Regions from separate parts of the Mus musculus genome. Here region 2 is linked to region 1. A link is a contact called in public Hi-C data. All regions are on one chromosome and are shown on one strand. The core of a region is the stretch at or near the end of the contact, and the rest is flanking DNA. Distances in the headings are between cores, read along the strand shown.

Evidence for each region. Hi-C and Micro-C count contacts between places; a contact is called where the count stands out from the background.
Region 2: a Hi-C map of bone marrow-derived dendritic cells shows a contact between it and region 1, with 3 times the contacts expected there. The contact joins the enhancer-like site here to the promoter of Tent2 in region 1. A contact is called at or near these places in 9 of 39 promoter capture datasets (the 3T3-L1 cell line, 3T3-L1-derived adipocytes, the C10 cell line and 5 more), 38 of 484 Hi-C or Micro-C datasets (B cells, the C10 cell line, CD4 T cells and 22 more), 15 of 115 datasets of contacts at active chromatin or transcription factors (the HPC-7 cell line, the SCID.adh cell line, bone marrow-derived dendritic cells and 10 more) and 5 of 9 other capture datasets (adipose tissue, bone marrow-derived macrophages, liver and 2 more).

The regions. Positions count from the first base shown.
Region 1 is chr13:93,191,058-93,193,739 of GRCm38.p6, forward strand. Tent2 (terminal nucleotidyltransferase 2) reads right to left here and starts at 1,360. Exons shown (of 15, transcript NM_133905.3): 1 at 1,037-1,360.
Region 2 is chr13:93,241,913-93,244,594 of GRCm38.p6, forward strand. No RefSeq gene overlaps it. Among named protein-coding and RNA genes, the nearest start is that of Gm41020, 45 kb to the left of the region's middle. Within about 2 kb of position 1,364, at least 40 of the 459 cell types and tissues checked have an H3K27ac peak or open chromatin away from gene starts, as enhancers often do. A contact at or near this core is called in B cells, adipose tissue, bone marrow-derived dendritic cells and 5 more, where this site is marked.

The DNA of each region.
Region 1 (2,682 bases), core at 110-2,609:
CAAGAAGTTATAGACTACTCAAGTTTACATAACTGTCTCTTCACCAAGATTCCTGAGAAAGTAGCAATTTCCTACAAGAACTGCATGGCTTAATCAAGTTATGTGTGCACTCTAAGTGTCTTGGATCAGTTCTTTGTTCTACAACACAAGTGTAACTCCCAGATCCTGCTCAGCATGCACTGTCAAAACCACCTTCAGGCTCTGAACAGAGCATTCTTTTTATTAAAAATTAAATTCCATCTAAGAGTTTCACAGAGTCTGTGTATTTCTCGAACACATACAATTGGGGCAATTCACACCAACCAGTGTTTCTATTACAGGTTACTAATCAGTACAGATTAACCGTGTTAATAGCTGTTAACACAGCAAAGCCCTATAGTACTAAACTATGTACTATGATGGTAGTGTGACTTCACAAAAACCATACGCTAAACACGTTAAATTTCCAATCCTGTTTGACCTGCACAATTTTTCCTCTTCCTCTTATCAACAAACTAATTACTTTAAACAACGCTCAAATAGGGCAAAACAAGAAACTTAAATCACAGATACCAGGAAACACATTGCCCCTTGTGTTCTTAAGCAGTTAAAGAAAGGAGAGCCCAACCACAAATATGACTAGGAAAAGTGAATTCGACCATCAGCCAGTCCTGACCTGACTGAGATGACTCCATGCTGTTTAATTGTCTCAGAGATAAATGCCTTCCACAAGAGTTCGTTAATTTAGACATTTACCTTGGGTCTCCACTGCCTTTTGGAACTCCAAGAGGGAGTATCAAGACAGTCTTACTCTTTCGGTCTAGGGAGTGAGGAGAGGGCGGGAGGCGACATGAGAACTAGCGAGAAGACAGATCAGAGAAAGGCCAACATTCTTCCCAAAGTCCGGCGGCCTGGGAACGCCCCTAATCCAGGGAGCTCCGGGGGAGCGCCAGGCTCTCCCGCGCAAAACACAGCGCCAGTCTCAGCCAAGTTTCACGCGCCCGGCCGGGGACCGGGGCCTGCACTCGTGCATCCCCACCGAAGCCCTGAAACTCACCGGCGTCCACGCCGAAGGGCCGAGCGGGGCCCAGCGGCACTGCCCGCCAACACGCTCCCAGGCCGGAGCTGCCGCCCGAGCAGGCAGAGGTAGGAGCAGCCAGCGGCCCGGCGCAGCGAGGCCCAGCTCGGGCGGGCAGGGCGGCGGAGAGTCACGAGCCTAAGGCCAGGCCCGCGCGGCCGTGGAAGGCTGGGGGTGGCGACAACAAAAAGAAAGGGGGGTGGGGGAGGAAAAAAAAAAAAAGGCGGAAGACTAAAAAGTCGCCGAAAAGGCGGCGTAGACAACCCTGTCACAGGACCCGGAAGATCAACGTGACCCCGGAAAGGAATCATCAGCGGGAGCGAAAGGTCAGACTTCCGGCAGCCGACACTGGAGAGCGCGTTTGCTGAGCTGCGCAGGCGCACAGCCCCACCCTGGTCCAGCCAGGGAGTCTGCGGCGGCTGCTGAGATGGTGGCGAGGGAAGGTACAGCCCGGCCCTTCCGCAGGGCAGTAGGCCACCCCGCTCCGCTGGCGCCGCCTCCTAAGTTACGTGCCGCTGGCCATTTCCAGGAGGCCTGTTCTGTCCATGGAGGGCCTTCCAGGAGATATCCAAAACCAACCTTCCCATTGCTGGAAAGATCAGTATGAAATCGTGGGTGATGTTCTCCTCAACAACAAACAAACAAAAACAGTTTCTTGGAGACAAAATCATGCCTCTAAGGCCCCCAAAACCACCCACACATTACCCTGCCCTAGCTCGCACTCACTTGTCTAACAAATACCCACCATTGTTTCTCATTGAGAGAACTTTAGTATCTGGTGAAACTGTCTAAACTGCTTGATTTATTGATGAATATCTGTAAACAATAGCCCTGTTTTGTCCCCGTAGAATCTGACCGTTCCCAATCCCGAAAGTAATGATTTGTTTACTGCTTTTTGGTTTTCTTGTTATTTATTCTGGGTTTTTTTCCCCCATTGTTTTTAGTTTGGTTGTTTTTTTGTTTTTGTTTTGTTTTTGTTTTGTCGGGACAGGGTTTCTCTGTATAGCCCTGGCTGTCCTGGAACTCACTTTGTAGACCAGGCTGGCCTCGAACTCAATAGTTATTCAATTTTTAATTTTTCTACCTTAATTCACAAACTGAGGTCATTTCTGTGATAATACTTAGAGTCGTTTGATAACTTACTATATGAATAATAACTTAACTGAATCCCACTTATTTCGATAAAGAGTTTTCGTTTCACTTGACTTGCAAAGTCTTTATAAATTATATTTGAATCATTTAAATAATTTTTTAAAAAACTTGTCACGTGCTTCCGAGTATCATCTGATGTGGTAAATGTTAATTGTGCTTTGGTAATAAAGTATGTTCAGTTATTGTGTAGAGTATTTTATAAATGTCAGTTAAGTTGATCTTCAACATGGCTCTGGTTTCCTGTCTTGCTTGTCTTTTCGGGCATAAAAAGGGCATATAAGAAGGCTAGGGCCAAGACAGGTGTGGTGGTGCACGCCTTTAATCCCAGCACTTGGGAGGCAGAGGCAGGCGGATTTCTGAGTTCAAGGCCAGCCTGGGCTACAGAGTGAGTTCCAGGACAGCCAGGGCTACACAGAGAAACCTTATCTCGAAAAACCTAAAACAAACAAACAAAAATGTCAGCCTATCATGTA
Region 2 (2,682 bases), core at 114-2,613, 51 kb after region 1:
GGGGGGTGGTGGCACAAGAGGACGCTCCTCTTTCCAGCTCCACTACCTTCTAAATTTTTGCCTGCCATTCGTAGCTTTCTTGTAGTCCAATGGGAGTGTGTGTGGCATTAAAACAAGAACATAAAATTAAAAATTTAAAAGTCTCTACGATGCATCTTAAGAATTATAAAGTAATACTGTCAGTATCTTCAACGTTTCTTTTATGCTTGATGCCCCTTTCCTTCTTTTCTGGGTAACTAAGACATTAAAACTTGTTTAATCATTCCTTACTTCTAATTTTTAAAATTATTTATGTGTACCACTATGCATTTGTTACCCCGTTCTGCCTGGCTTGCAGTGTATGTATGTGGGATTATGTGTAACTTGTTCACGGTGTTAGTTCTTCAACCGTTGATACACTAAAGTATAATTCATTCAGCTTTGCTACTCCATAGTATTTAGCACTGTGAGTAGACCACGTTTAGGTACCCGCTCAACTGATGGTGAACACTTAAACTGTTCAGTTGTCTCTTTATGAACAACACTGCTATAAAACAATTCTATGCATGGGTCTTGCTGTGTGTATGGACAAGTCCTAGAGTAAAAACCTAAGTGGGGAGATTTAGTAAATCAAGATAGATTTTTCAGTTAGAAGGAATAAGTAGGAGAGCTGTTCTACATGATGGTAGCTACAGTTCATAATAAATTGTATATTTGAAGATTAGTGAGATTTCTAAATGTTCCAGCTACAAAAAAAATTTAATTGATGAGACATTGCATATTCCACATCTCCTAGACCATCCTTTCTACAGTGAGTCAAAGTAAACTGTTCAACATCAATACACACAGGGTTTGCTTATCTACCATAGATAGACAAATAGTAACAGTGATCGAAAGGAGCTCCTGAAGCAAAGAGACAGAAGCTACAGTGCCCTCAGAGTGTGCATTCGATGGTGACAATGATGGTTTCCTTGCTGAAACTGATTCAGTGGGAAGAGCACACGCTATTTTGGGCTCTAGAATGTTACTTATTATCTATTATTCCAGGAAGGCATTCAAGAAACTTCCCCCAGGTTTCTTGGCTTCTATGGGCTGGAAGGATAGATATTTATCAAAGATGGCAGACGTTTGCCAAGGGATGCTGTTGAAGAGGAACTGAATTGGTGCTAGACAAGAGAAACCAAATGACATCAAGGATATCTCTGTTTACAGTGCGGTATTGTGTGTGTGTGTGTGTGTGTGTGTGTGTATACTGAGCCCAGAGCTCCTATATTCTACCACTGAGCTGTACGTTCAGTGCCTGCTCTGTCCCTATTTATGGATAGCCATGTGATACCAGACAAACTAGGTTTCTTTCTGAGTTTCAGTTTCATGTTCAAAAGTGTGGGTTTGATGACCTTTGGGTCATTTGAGCTCTGACAACAGTCTGATTCAGTGACTTCAGAAGCACTCCTGGAAACAACAGTTTTGCATGCCCCCTTGTGGTGGCCTCTAGCACTGCAATTAGAGAAGCAAGCTTTAGAATGGTGGTTACTGACTCAAAAATTTCCCTGAGCTATAAATACATTTAACAATTAAAATTAAACAATATAAAAACCAAAGATATTTTGAAGTTATAGTTGTTCTTAAAAATACGTTTAAACTAAAAGTTTCTGTTTCACATAAGTATGTTTTGAATAATTGTGTTTTTTAGTAATACAGTTATTATTTTGCATTAACTTTTTTGTAAATACTTTTTTTGTGTGATACTGGGGATCAAACTGGTGTTTTGTACTATGTGGCGCATTTCCTTGCATATTCTTGGCAGAGCTCTACCACTGCAATACACCCTTTACTCTCCTTTTCTAAGGCAAATTTATTGTTAATAAAATATAAAACCATATAAGTACATACTGGTACATGAAACCATACACGTTGTATGCATTATGGGGAACTCTGTGATGTTTCAATATATGTATATATTGTAAAATGTTTAGCTCAACTTAAACATGACTCCTCAAATATTTACAATTTTATAGTAAAACACTCAGAAATCATTTCTTATACCTTTTTGAAGTATGCAGCAATATTTTCTTTCTACAGTAACCCTACTACAACAGCACACCAGTACTTCTTACTCTAGTTATACCTTGGTACCTACTGACCGAGTTTCATCATCTCCCTTCTCCCCTCTCATCTCTAGCAATCACCATTCCATTCTTGTCAGTCTGTGAGGTATGTGGGTGTATGTGTGGTGTGAGTGTGGTATGTGTGTGTGGTATGTGATGTGTGATGTGTGATGTGTGTGGTATATGTGTGTATGGTATGTGTGTGTGTGGTGTATGTATGGTATGTGTGTGATGTGTGTGTGTGTATGTATGGTGTGTATGTGATGTGTGTTGTGTGTGTAGTGTGTGTGTGTATGGTATGTGTGTGTGTGGTCTGTATATGGTATGTGTGTGATGTGTGTGTGTGTAGTGTGTGATGTGTGTGTGTATGGTGTGTGTGTAGTGTGTGATGTGTGTGTGTATTTTGTGTGTGTGTATGGTGTGTGTGTGTGTGGTATGTGTGTATGGTGTGTGGGGGGAAGAGGGGTGTAGATGGCTAAGGTCAACATCAGATGTTATTGCTTTCTTTAGTTGCTCTCTACCTCTTTTTTTTTTTTTTTTTTTTTTTTTTTTTTTTTTTTTTGAGACAAGGTTTCTCAGTAAGGGGAAGCAGTTA